3 separate regions of the Hordeum vulgare genome follow, and regions 1 and 3 are each linked to region 2. A link is a contact called in public Hi-C data. All regions are on one chromosome and are shown on one strand. The core of a region is the stretch at or near the end of the contact, and the rest is flanking DNA. Distances in the headings are between cores, read along the strand shown. Region 1 holds the start of LOC123401245 (protein KINESIN LIGHT CHAIN-RELATED 2-like). Region 2 holds the start of LOC123404475 (histone-lysine N-methyltransferase SUVR5). Region 3 holds the start of LOC123402579 (histidinol-phosphate aminotransferase, chloroplastic-like).

Region 1 (4,354 bases), core at 1,634-4,133, 420 kb before region 2:
GGCTGTTGCCATTTATAAGAGCACTTTATGGCTTTACTCATATCCTGTACTATATGCAGGACATCTGAGGGCTAACATGGGAACAGATAATCAACGGCCTAGTTGAGACTTGGGAGTAACCAAATGGATCCGCATATTAACTTAGCGATGGATCATGGATAATAAGAAACACGAGGTGCGCAAGCACTTCACTTCTACGAAATTTCACATATAGGTTATGCAGGCTTAGATGGATGGCAATAATGAGAAGTCAAACAAACATATTAGCAAGATGGAAATTAACTGTTAAATGTTCAAAGACACATTTGTATGGTCTATTTTTGCAAACAACTTGACAAGGAAATCAATACGGAGCTTACCTTCCCATTGCATCATAAGTTCCAGCAAGATTGCTGTATACTCCTAGAGTATCTGCATGATATGGCCCGTATTCTTGCTCCAGAACGGTTCTAGCTTCCTCGAAGAGTTCTGCAGCTTCATTTATGGAGTATCTTTGAACACACGCCAGCCCCATCTGGTTCAGGGCAATACCGAAGAAGGCGGACTTTTTCTCACCACATGTGCGGAGCTTTGTAATCGCACTCTTGAAGGAGTCATATGCATCGCCATAATTCCCGGAGATGTAGTGCAAGACACCAATCTGAGCTTCAATTCCAGCGATTGTGCTCTGTTGGCCAGCAGAATTATTGTACATTTTCAAGGCCTTCTGGAGTAACTTCAGTGCTTGGTCATGCTCATTCATGGTCTCATATATGGCAGAAACATCAGTTAAACCAGTGGCAATTTCTTCAAGAGACGTGCCTGGAATAGGTTTCTGATAAATTTTGAGAGCATTCTCACAGTATGATTTTGATTCCCTCAGCTTCCCTGTTTTGTTGTATAGATCTGCAAGCCGCAGAAAAACAGAAGCCACGGTGGCATGATTCTCCCCTTTGCTAGTCTTGAATACTGTAAGAGCTTTCTGGTAAGCACATACAGCCTCGTCATATCGACCCAATGAGAGATAAATGTCACCAATGCTGCAATCCACTGAGGCCACCTCAGTCTCCTGGCCATTGGCGACCATGGCCATGCTCGCCATCACTAGATGTTCTAACGCAGCTTCATGGTCACCCTTAGTGTCACAAATAAGACCCATTAGCCTCCTATCAGCCGTTTCTTCAAGTGATGCTGGCTGGCCATTATCCCTATGAATGTCAAGAGCCATCTGGCACAATTTTTGTGCTTCATCTAATTGTAGTGCCTGCACATGAGCCTCGGCCAAGTACCGGCAAGTCTCTCCAACCCTTGGATCCTGCTCCCCCAATGTCTGCTTCTGGATATCAAGCCCTTTGGCATACCATTGCAGTGAGAGGGCAATCTGGCCTAGCATCCCATAGGTGTCCCCCAATTGCATGCAACCAGAAAACTTGGCAAGTGCGTGCTCCTGACCTTCCTCGGTCACAGGAATCTCGAGGGATCGTTGTAGCACAGGTACAGCCTCTTCGTACTTTCCCATGTTGCAGTGGATTGCAGCCACAACATGCAAACTCATGACCAAGTTCAAGCTTGGCTTTCCACCTGCACATTTCTCAAATGACTTGGTGGCACGGAGAGCATATTTCAGCGCTCGCCGTGGATTATCAGAGGCAATCAAGTCTCTTGCATGCTTAAGAAGAAATGGACCAAGGTCTGGGTTATCGAGCCCAGCATCTTCTGTTCCATTCTGTGATTTGGCATTAGCTTTCCGGCGACGGCCAACTCGGCTTCCGGGCTTGCTGACCTCACTCTCACCTTCCTCGGGGGATGCTTTGCCATTGGGGCCAACAGAAGCATCCGATTCAAGCTGTGATTTTGCAGCCTTCTTCTTGGATGAATTGGAAGACTGAGGCCTGGCAGGGGTCCCATTGCCAGCAGTAGGTGCTGCATTTGTAACACTTCCACTCCCCTTCTCCTTCTCCTCCTCCTCCTCAATGACCTTCATGGCCTCCATCTCCCCAGCAACAAGGTGGCGAAGCTCCGAGTCAATCCTTGATTCCTCCCCATCCGACCCAAAGCTCTCGCGTGATGGGGATCCGCCACCCTCACTTGAGCTCTCCATCTCGCACACATTGTTGTAGAGTTGCTCAATCGAGGGTTCCCCGGCACCAGAATCCTCAACGTGCATCTCAAGTGCCTCACTCTGCATGCTTGGCGCCATGGTTGGGGCCGTCAAATTCTCCTTGTTTTGAGAGGAACTCACCTCATGCTGAATCTCCTCTGTAACAACTCCATCCACTATGATTCCTGGCATCTTCGGGGGCAATCAGGCAAAAAATTCTTCTCACCCTTTGTTCGGAAGAGGAGAGCCGGATGAAATTGGAAGGCTCTCCGCAACACCTTGAAAGAAACAGAATACAATCAATAAATTGAGGTAAACAAGATGTAAGTGATACAAAATCAAAACCATCACGGATCAATTTATGAGAGCTCCAATTTTCGGCTAGCTCGGAAGCTGTTAATAAATGCCGGATTAACGGGCCGAGTTAACTGCGGGGAGGGGCGGATCTAGAAAATCTGCGGATGCTAGTTTGGGTTTTGGGAATCTCCGGACGGCCACGAGCTCATACCTCAAGAACCAACGCCCGAGATCGCTGACGGGGTGGAGACAGCAGGGACGGGACGTCGCGATGAGGCGCGGCGACGGCAGCGACGGCGGAGAGGCTGGGGGGTCGAGGCGTCAGCGATGGCGCGGAGCTACCGCGCGGCGGCAGCTCTAGGGAGGGAGCAGCGGTGGTGGAGTGGAGGAGAGATTTTAGAGCTGCATTGGGTGTGGGATTGGAGCTTGTGTAGGTCAGAGCACCATGAAATAGGTGGGGGAGGAAGAGGAAAGGCACGGGATGGTGGAGAGCAAATGTCGCTGTGGGGAAGAGAAGATGGATTTTGACCGGGAAGGGGAGAGTAAAGATTTTAGTATTTACAAAGTACTAGCCATTGTGATGAGGCCCATGGAGGGTTTTTTTCCTTTGGATTTTATTTACAAAGTACTTCCTTTCCACTACTTGCAAAATTCGGAAGAAGAAAAATAAAATACTCCTTTTCTAAAATTATACTCCCTCTATATCTAAATAATTGTAATTGAAAAAAACTAGACTAGTTCTTTTCAACTACAATTATTTGGATAAGTACTAAACCAGCGTCAATAAATATTGTTCAGGAGGAGTATATAATTTTATTTAAAATCATAACCATAATTTACTTCCTGATCTACCACTTGATGCATCATACGGCACCCATAACGGGTATCAATATGGCAGGCTGACATTTTAACATTTGAGGCATCTTGTCGATGGCGTGTATGCATTTTTATGTTGCCGTAGTTGCCTACAGATTTTACATTGACATACATAATTTTTTTGGATTGCACATTCTTTTTGTTAAGCGTAGATAGAATAAGATATGCGTTGAGAATCTAGCTGTGATGGATAAGTTTATTCTCTTGGGTTAAACTTCTCACCATTTCTAGTATCATCTTAAGCATGTTGTATGGTCGCTTGCAACAATCAATGCAGATGTAGGACCCCTCTTCTATCGGAAAATAAGTTATTGGAGTGAGCTATGATAGTTGAATAGAGCTAAATGGGTTCCCAACCAACGAGGTATCATTATTGTTAGTGAAACCATTGCTGCTAGCTCTTTTGAGGATACCTTGGACAAAACAACTGCGATGCATAGATTCGACGAGCGTTCATCATTGTTGTTTTTAGTGTCGAAGCTCCATGTCATCGATAAAAACTTGTAAAAGTAAGGATTAGGGATTAATTTGGTTCCGTTCTACTATTAATCTATTATGATGTGTCAACATTCTTTTTTTATTGTCGTGCTGAGTCTAACTAGTGAACATTGCAGCCTCTAACAAGATACTTCCTCTGTTTCATAATATTAACGTAAAAAAATATTTTTATATTATGCGACGGAGGAAGTACGTCGTTGTGGCGTCATATCATTTCTTGTGAGACTAGACGTTTCATCTACTGGTGAAAATATCCATGGACAAGATATCCATCGCGTTATAAGTTTAGCCGTCGTTTTCAGTGTGATTAAAAGAAGACAGTACTCCAAGATTTTTCAAATATCTTTCGGGAAACCTTTACTTTTTGAATTACACGTTGTGCTATGTACAGCATTTTGGCCACCATATGATTGCAGCATGTCCCCGAGAGGTGCCGTTGCTGTTGCAGCGGGACGGGAGGAAAGGTCGCTGGTCTTGTGCTGTTGCTTGGTTGTTAGCGGAAAGAAACGGGCGAGATGACAGAGTGGAGGATCGGGTGGCAGGAAAGCGACGGCAGGGCGGAAACAAAACATAGACAACGGATTCGTCGCTCGCTTGCTTAAG
Region 2 (4,154 bases), core at 1,264-3,763:
AAACAAAAAATACTTCACCAGTTTTTATTTTATACCTAAATGCAGAATGGTCGAAACTTGTATGAATCACGTGTGATGACAAGGGAAGAGGAAATGGTTGGATGCTATTCAAGAGGTCCTCTCATGTCAAAGGAAATAATTAGTTGTTGTTCAATAAGTTCTCTCACGTCACTTTTAGCCCAAGAGAAGATAGAGTCCAAGTCTTTCACGTTCTGGACTCAGATTCGGACTTCAAAGACATACCTGTACCAAAATGTCTTCAATTTTTTCATCCGGAGTCCAAATTGCGTGATTCTTTTTGGGCTGCAAAGTAGATTTTACTGGCTTTCCGGCCCAATTGGAAGCACCTTCAAATGCGTCCGGAGCATGAAGATATCGACCAAACAAAATGAGGTTGCACCAGAATCCGAGTCAAACAACAAGTTCAAAGGTGTTGCACCACCTCCACTTGGGCCCATAGGCCTTGTACGACCTAGGGTTACTTTTAGGCTGTCTTGGATGTCATCCCACCTCCTTGGCCGCCACCCCTTGCTCCTATATAAGTAGATCAACCTAGTAGCTTTCTGCTTGGGATTTGTTTAGTTAACAGTTAGCCATTGCAACTTCGTGTACTTCGTTTGTGTCCAACGACCAGATGAAGACCGCTTTCGGATCCTCACCCTTATCAATACTTCATATATATTCGCAATATTCACACTGCAATATCATATTCTTGCTTGTTCTTCGATTGCTTGTAGGAATAGACCTTCGTGGTCAGGTTAATCGTGCTCCGGCGTGGTCAATAACCTCTTGGAGATTGGTTTAGCGATTGCTAAGGCGCAACGTCGTGCACGTTTATAGTCGGATCATCAAAGTCGTCTCCACCAAATCGATAGTTACCATCTCATTGAAAGATCGGGACACCCTCGCCTCTATCAAGTGCTCTATCATGTTGCACAAGTTTATATGGGTTATGTGAAGAGTAACCTCACAAAGCATATTAGTACCAAGTTCTTCTATGCACACGAACTGCAACAGTTGAACGAGGTGAGAATTTTGCATACCAAGTCATGTGACAATCTTGCTGATATGTTCATTGAATCATTATCCGCATCATCCTTTGAGAGGTGTGTGCATGGAATCGATATGATGAGACTTAGAGAGATGCAAGGTTTAGGGGGGAGAAACTTCACAAACTCGTCGCTAAAATCTCGATCCCGATGGTTGAGTACTCGGCCTGATGGTTGAGTGAATTGTACTCTTTTTTCCTTCATCCTGATGTTTCTCACCTAAGGTTTTTGACGAGGCAATTCGTGCAATACAACAACGTATACTATGCGCTATTTCTTCATATTTGTTCCCACTTGGTTTTTCGGAGTTTTGAGACATGGATATAAGGATAATTACCCAAGAAAGAGTGTTGGGAAACCGAACCCATCGTGGGACGAGGCAACGACGGCTTTCGTGCGAGGCACGAAGTCAACCCCTCTCTTTGTTTCCCCTCTTTTGGTTAAGTGGTTACTTATCCCTTGACCCCTACTCCTATATTAAGAGACGAGGAGCAATCATTGTAACGAAGATCATCATTAATAAAGATAATTCTTCCTCTACTTTCTGTGTTCTTCTACCTATTATGTAATTGTATACAACGTTGCTCCGCTTTGCAACCTAGGACTAGGGATGGCACCCGTAGGGTATGGGTATGAGTGGAGCCATCCCATACCCTTACATGCCCCCTGAGCTTACCCATCACCCTTACCCATACCTGTCAACGGATATAATTTTCCCCATACCCGTTACCCGATAGGGTAGACTGGTATCCACGGGTAAAATTATCCATGTTTGCAAATCAACAATTTGAACAATTTATAGTCATAAACAACAAGATATAATCATAGTTTACAAAAATAGATATAACAACAACATATACTTATAAACAACATCATATAGTCATAAACAACAACACATAGTCATACAGTTTCATTTCACAAGCTATTGATATAGTGTAGATTGTATAGGTAATAATGAGTTTACAAAGATTTATATGGGTATATGGGTATGTGGGTATGAGTTATATGATCGCATACCCATAACCGCTCTACCCAATGAGTTTTAGATTTTTCTATTTATATACCCATGACTAATTTTTTTATCTCATACCTTTATTTTTATAGAGTTTTTACTCGCAGGATAGGTGGGTGATGGGTATCCATTACTATCCCTGCCTAGGACCGAATTCACTAGCACGAGTTGCGAAACAGAAAGTTCCGCTGAAGCCCAACTCTAGCCCATACTAGCCCATACTCTCTCAAGTCGGCCTGAACGGTTAATCCGGGTAAGTAAAATTGGGTGGGCGTTTATTTTATTTCGTTTACCCTTTTTTTACCTGTGGGTATCGCGAGCACGCCGCCCACCTCCCGCATCTCTCTCCCCCTCACGTCGCAAACCCTGTGTCGCCACCACCGCCTCCTCCTCTCGCGGCGACCCCGCCCCCCTCCTCCGGTCGGCGCCGCCCCGGTCTCCTGACCGCCGTGGCCCCGTCGGCGCGCGCCCTCCCGTCGCCTCCGCCGCCTCCGCCGCATCCTCCTGCCTCCACCGAGACATCTGCGGGTGCTCCTGCCCCTGCCGCCGTCTTCGACACCCGCCGATGCCACCGCGGAGCCTCGTCGAGAAGGGTAATTCTCCCTCGCACCCCCTCCGTTTCAAGGATCGGCCCCATTCCTCTTATTCCGGGATTTGAATCGCTGGGCGCGCAGATACAGGCGCCTATAGGAAATAGAAATCTAAACTCCGTCGCGGGAGTCCTGAAGGATCCTGATGCTTTCAGAGTGGATCCCATGGGCGCATTAATTCGTGGGCTGAGTTCGTCCTACCACGGGAGTTTTTCATAGGCATTGAAGCGGCTCGTTAGGGTTTTGATGGTACAAATAATTAATGATACCGATTCCAGTAGGCCAATGCCGCCCCTCTGTGCCAGTAATGTACGTATAACCAATACCGTACAATCCTCGTGTGTTTTTGCCATAGCAGTATTTCGTAATTTTTTTGGGAGTGCGTCGTACTTGTATGATTCATGTAAATTTGATTGCTCCCGTGCATTCTAAATTTTCGCTCGATGGTGTATTTGCGTATTTTCTCCGAAGGGACATCTGTTGTGTCTTGGTACCAGTCTCAGCATCAGTACCATATCTCAGGTATTGAATTCCTGTGGCTAAGTTGTTATGTACTCCCTCCATAGAAACGGAGGGAGTAGTATGTACTGCCAACTGTCGCATAATAACCTGTCATGTTTCTTATTTAAACTGTTATAAGTAGCCGATTGCAAAACCAAGATTTGTTGAGTACATGAGTGCAAACGCTTTGTGTTTACTGGCAAGAAATTTGCTTGGTTAATCAAATGGAACTGCAAGTCATTATGCATAGCCAATAAAGTTGTAACTTCAAATATGACCATAAAGCTGAACTTTAATCATTTTACCATTTTCTGTTTAAGCTGGAGCTCCATTATCTGTTCAGTAAGTTTATTTTTGTTCCTTCTGCTATACATTTGTTTTCATATGAAATTTCTACACTCCTAAACCACACTTTTGTTTCTAGGTGTTGAATAAGTCATAAGCGTTTATGGACTTGAAGCCAGTAGAGGATTTTTCCTGCACTGCTTTTAGAAATCCTGCTTTTTTTCACAGTGGATTGGCAGATCTGAACTTATCAAAGAAATGCTGATGGATCCACCTGTTATGCAAGCGGATTGCCAATTACAGAATGACGTGGAGAAAATTTCATCTATTTCGTATGATAGGAAACATACCTTATCATGTAATGACCACGGGTGGCAAGCCTCTGATGTTCATCAAACAAATGTCGTGATAAGTTCTAACCCTGTTCAAGTTAACAATTCTTCTGGCTCGAGCACAGATGAGAAAGTAGATGGTTCCTCTGAAAAGTCTTCTGTTAGCTTGGATGGTTTATCAGAGGTGAACTTTTTTGTACCACATAAAGAAAAGAACGTCCAGGATGCTTACTTCAATGATGTAAGGTTTCAGTTGAATGCAAGCTTGGAAAATAATAGCTCCCCAGGGGATGTCAACTGCAGCAAACACTGCATCAGTAAGGAGGATTTACATCATTCCCAGGAGATGTGTTCACCACCCAATATAGTGACTGGACTTAGGTCA
Region 3 (3,943 bases), core at 379-2,878, 310 kb after region 2:
TTCGTCCAGCACTACAAGTACCGGAAGGTCAAGGATCTTTAAAAGATCCTCATCGTTGATTACACTAACCAAAAAATTTGAAATGATTCTGTAAAATACTGCAATAAACACGATAAGCAAATAAATTAACACGACTGTTGAGTGGCAATGACATACCTGCCATCTGGGTTGTTCGGAGATGTCAAAAATATGCATTTTGGCTTCTCCTGTTCAACCATTTTGACAATGTTTGCAATGTCTAGGGAGAAATCAGGAAGTCTTGGGACTAGAGCAAGGAATGATGAATGGCATATAAAATCAGATTCAGAAATCACATAAATTTAACATATAAAAATCACAGAAGGTTTAATAAATAAAAGACCAAGAGATCATTAGCTACCTTTGATGACAAGTGCAGCATTGACTGAAGCATCAAATTCGTACATGGTAAAAGTTGGAGGGCAATCTACAATTTTATCACCTGGTTCAAGTACACATCTGCATTTCCATTATTGATGGTTACTCAACTTTGAGATGAAGATTTCAACAAAAAACAGGTGCCAGATGAGCTACAAACTAACCTCATAATTAAATCAATTAGCTCATCAGCGCCGCATCCAACAAGTATGTGCTCAGTTTCAAGTCCAGAATCTTCAGCGAGAGCAGCACGCAAGTGGCGGCTTTCAGGATCAGGGTACACATAAGGGAATTTCAAATTTCCTAATGCTGCAGCTACCTGTACAGAAACAGGTATCCATTAGAGACAGAAAAGAGAAGATATGGATTGTCTTGGTACCTTTTTGTTACTCTATAGAGATATGTCATTTTCTGTTACAGGCTGAAAAGCATACATGATACTAGTATGCTACTGTGTTTTAATTGGATTTTAAGACTGCTTCTAAACCAAAGTAGCAATGTTGACGCTGAGATTTTTACTACACGATAGAGGTTATCACTCATTAGAGTAATCCGAATACGGGAATTAGAAGTACACACCTCCGGCGGTGGACCATATGGATTTTCATTGGCGTCCAGCTTGATTATATCCTCTGGTTTACGGCCCAGCCGAGCAGATAGCACCTAGCAAGAGTTCCAATTTTCCAATTTGGTCAAACAACGTCAAGGAATTGCAGATTACAGCTTCGAAACTATATCCAGACAGCTGAGACGCCACGGGAGCTTGGTTTCGAGCATTTCCTTCCAGAAGCGCAAGCACGTCGCCGCGCGACATTTCCACAAGCACCTCGCAAGCGCAGCGAAACGCGGAGCATCTTTCACTGAAAGGTACAGGAGTGTCTAAGCTTTGGACGGATAAGGATACCTCGAAGGGCAGGATGGGCTGGTACGCGGAGAGGCTCCTGAGGTGGCGGCGGATGAAGGAGGCGCCGCTCGGCCGCGGCTCCGCCTCAGCCACCGCCGCCGCCGCCGCCGCGGGCTCCTCTACTGGAGTAGCGGACGCCATGGTGCGGAAGGACACCCTGGACGCCTGGCGGCGCCGCCCCTCTCCGGAGAAGTGGGAAACGGCCGGCGACGGGCTCCTGATGCGGGCTCGGACGGCACAGTCCATCGACGGCGCGGTTGGTTGGTGCCACGGACGGCCGGCCGAGTTCAACAGAGGACGACGGACAAGTGAAAACGATAGGCGGCGTTTCGGCCACGTGAGGGGACAAGTGGCGGAGACCCGACACGTCTGTGTCGCGCTTTGATATTCGTGCTGAGACGGGCGCATTGCCTCTTGCCTGCCTAGTACTCCCTCTGTTTCTAAATATTAATCTTTCTAAATATAAGTTTTTCTAAAAATTTCATTAGAAAACTAATGTATATAAATATATTTTAAAGTATAAATTAACTCATTTTGCTTTGTATGTAGTCTCATAGTAAAATCTCTTAAAAGACTTATATTTCGAAACGAAGGGAGTATATAAGTAGAGCAAAATCTCTAAAAATCTGGGCCGCAAAATTCGTTTGAGGATCCTCTAATCTAAAATAAATTTGTGATATCGGTTTTCCTGCAACACATCTACATATGAAATAAGACCTTGTTTTGTTCCAAATAAGTCACCAACTTATAAGTTGAAAAATGCCAAAAGTGACTTATTTTGCCAAACACACCCAACTTATAAGTCACCCCAACTTATAAGTTATAAGTTGCTCCACCCCAACTTAAAACTTATAAGTCACCTACTTTTGCATGATAGGTGACTTATAAGTCAGATGACAACCAAACAAACGTGACTTATAAGTCCTTGGTTTTAAGTCACCTGACTTATAAGTCACCTAACTTATTGAAACCAAACAGGGCCTAAGTATTGCATACCTAAATCATATATTATTGATCTTATAGATACGCAATAACTATGTTACATCTAGATGTGTCATAGACACATCCTTGTGATATCGTGTACGACACGACATAATAGATGTACTAAAATGATATTGTAAATATAAAACAAAGTTTGAGCCGAGATAGTTCACCACCGGAGTTCATCATACATTCAAAATATAAAAACATAGATCAAACTGATGTAGACCTAGGGATGGTCGGCACGTCGAGGTAGAACTCCTGCGCTGACCTCCGGTAAACGTTGGCGAACTCGTACCCTTTCTTCGTCGCCGCGAGCCATTCGACGCCATTTTCTCCGGCCACCACTCTGTACTGCGCGGCATGGAGCTCCTCCTCCGCCTCGCGACACCTCTTGTTGTTTGGTCCAAGAGCATCGTCGACCTTGAAGAAGCGAGCCCACATGCCCCCGGCCATCGTTGCGAGTTGCGTTTGCATGTCTGCTTCGAGCACCACGGCTCGACGACGAGCCGGATGAAGCTGTCGGCCTTTGCGTCGTGTCGGCACCGCACAGATAGCCACGGCTCCATGCCCACGAGCTCCATCGACCATGGATTTGCGAGAGATGAAAGTTGCCACGCGGAAACGATCGTTGTAGAAATGGAATGGCCGACAATTGTGGCGGAGAGGGCAGGGAATATGAAGGATGAAAACCCTAAGACGCTCGTTGTCTAATAAACATAGCGGAGGAGGGGGGGGTATACGAGTCACATATATATTTTAGACGGGTTGGGCCATTTCTAACGGATCTCGTAATAGGGACCGGTTCCTTCATTGGTCCGATCGTTTCGACGCCGGGGTGGAGGGGAGCTCCTAGTCAGGGTTGCACGCGCCCATTAACAGCCCAGCACCTACAGCGTCGTTGGCCTGGGCCGACCGAGTAGCAAGCTTGCGAGATGTTCCGTTTTTTTTGTTTTTTTCTGTCGATGCAGTAGGAAAAAAACCGCCTAGGTTTTCTATTTGTTACGGAAATAAAAATATAGAATCAAAAAGGTTTACAATTTAAAGAAAAAGGTTCATTCATTTGAAAAAACATCATATCTTTAAAAAATGTTCATCAATTTTGAGAGAAGTTCATTCAAATTGAAAAAAAGCATCCAATTTGGACAAAGATCATTAAATTTTTAAAAAGTTCATAGAAGTTCAAAAAAGTTCATGTATTTTTTTAAAAAGTTCATAAATCTTATAAAAGTTCTTCAATTTTGACATTTTTAAAAAGATGTTCATCAATTTCTTAAAAAATCATAAGTATTCAAAAAAGTTAATCGAATTTAAAGGTTCATCGATTTTAAAGAAAAGCTCATCATTTTTAAAAAATATTAAAAATATTTGTTGAAATTCATAAAATCATCAATATTCAAAAATATCAAAAAGAAAAGTTCGCCATCCGGTGTCTAAAAGGATCGGCCCATTGAATAACGCTACAGGCATCGGTTAACAAAATGCACGTTAACAGACGCCCGACGCGTGAAATAAGGAATGCCGGGATGGGGCGCGTGCGTCGTCGACTTGCCGGCGTCGGCACCGATGAGGTGCGAGCGTCCGGGCGCGCGGTTTACGAAGGATTCTGGCTGCCGCGACCGCGAGGATCTCCTCGGCCAAGGCGACCCGCGGCGCACTTGA

The links. Hi-C and Micro-C count contacts between places; a contact is called where the count stands out from the background.
Region 1: a contact with region 2 is called in a Hi-C map of leaf, with 4 times the contacts expected there. The contact joins the promoter of LOC123401245 here to the promoter of LOC123404475 in region 2. A contact is called at or near these places in 4 of 6 Hi-C or Micro-C datasets (leaf and seedling) and 1 of 1 datasets of contacts at active chromatin or transcription factors (embryo).
Region 3: a contact with region 2 is called in a Hi-C map of leaf, with 7 times the contacts expected there. The contact joins the promoter of LOC123402579 here to the promoter of LOC123404475 in region 2. A contact is called at or near these places in 4 of 6 Hi-C or Micro-C datasets (leaf and seedling).

What each region holds. Positions count from the first base shown.
Region 1 is chr6H:466,058,568-466,062,921 of MorexV3_pseudomolecules_assembly, forward strand. It overlaps LOC123401245 (protein KINESIN LIGHT CHAIN-RELATED 2-like), which reads right to left and starts at 2,884. Exons shown (of 3, transcript XM_045094995.1): 1 at 2,589-2,884; 2 at 360-2,358. The coding sequence starts at 2,272.
Region 2 is chr6H:466,479,557-466,483,710 of MorexV3_pseudomolecules_assembly, forward strand. LOC123404475 (histone-lysine N-methyltransferase SUVR5) reads left to right here and starts at 2,514. Exons shown (of 13, transcript XM_045098407.1): 1 at 2,514-2,654; 2 at 3,577-4,154. The coding sequence starts at 3,696.
Region 3 is chr6H:466,788,395-466,792,337 of MorexV3_pseudomolecules_assembly, forward strand. It overlaps LOC123402579 (histidinol-phosphate aminotransferase, chloroplastic-like), which reads right to left and starts at 1,629. Exons shown (of 9, transcript XM_045096505.1): 1 at 1,301-1,629; 2 at 976-1,059; 3 at 561-715; 4 at 380-477; 5 at 157-265; 6 at 1-64. The coding sequence starts at 1,546.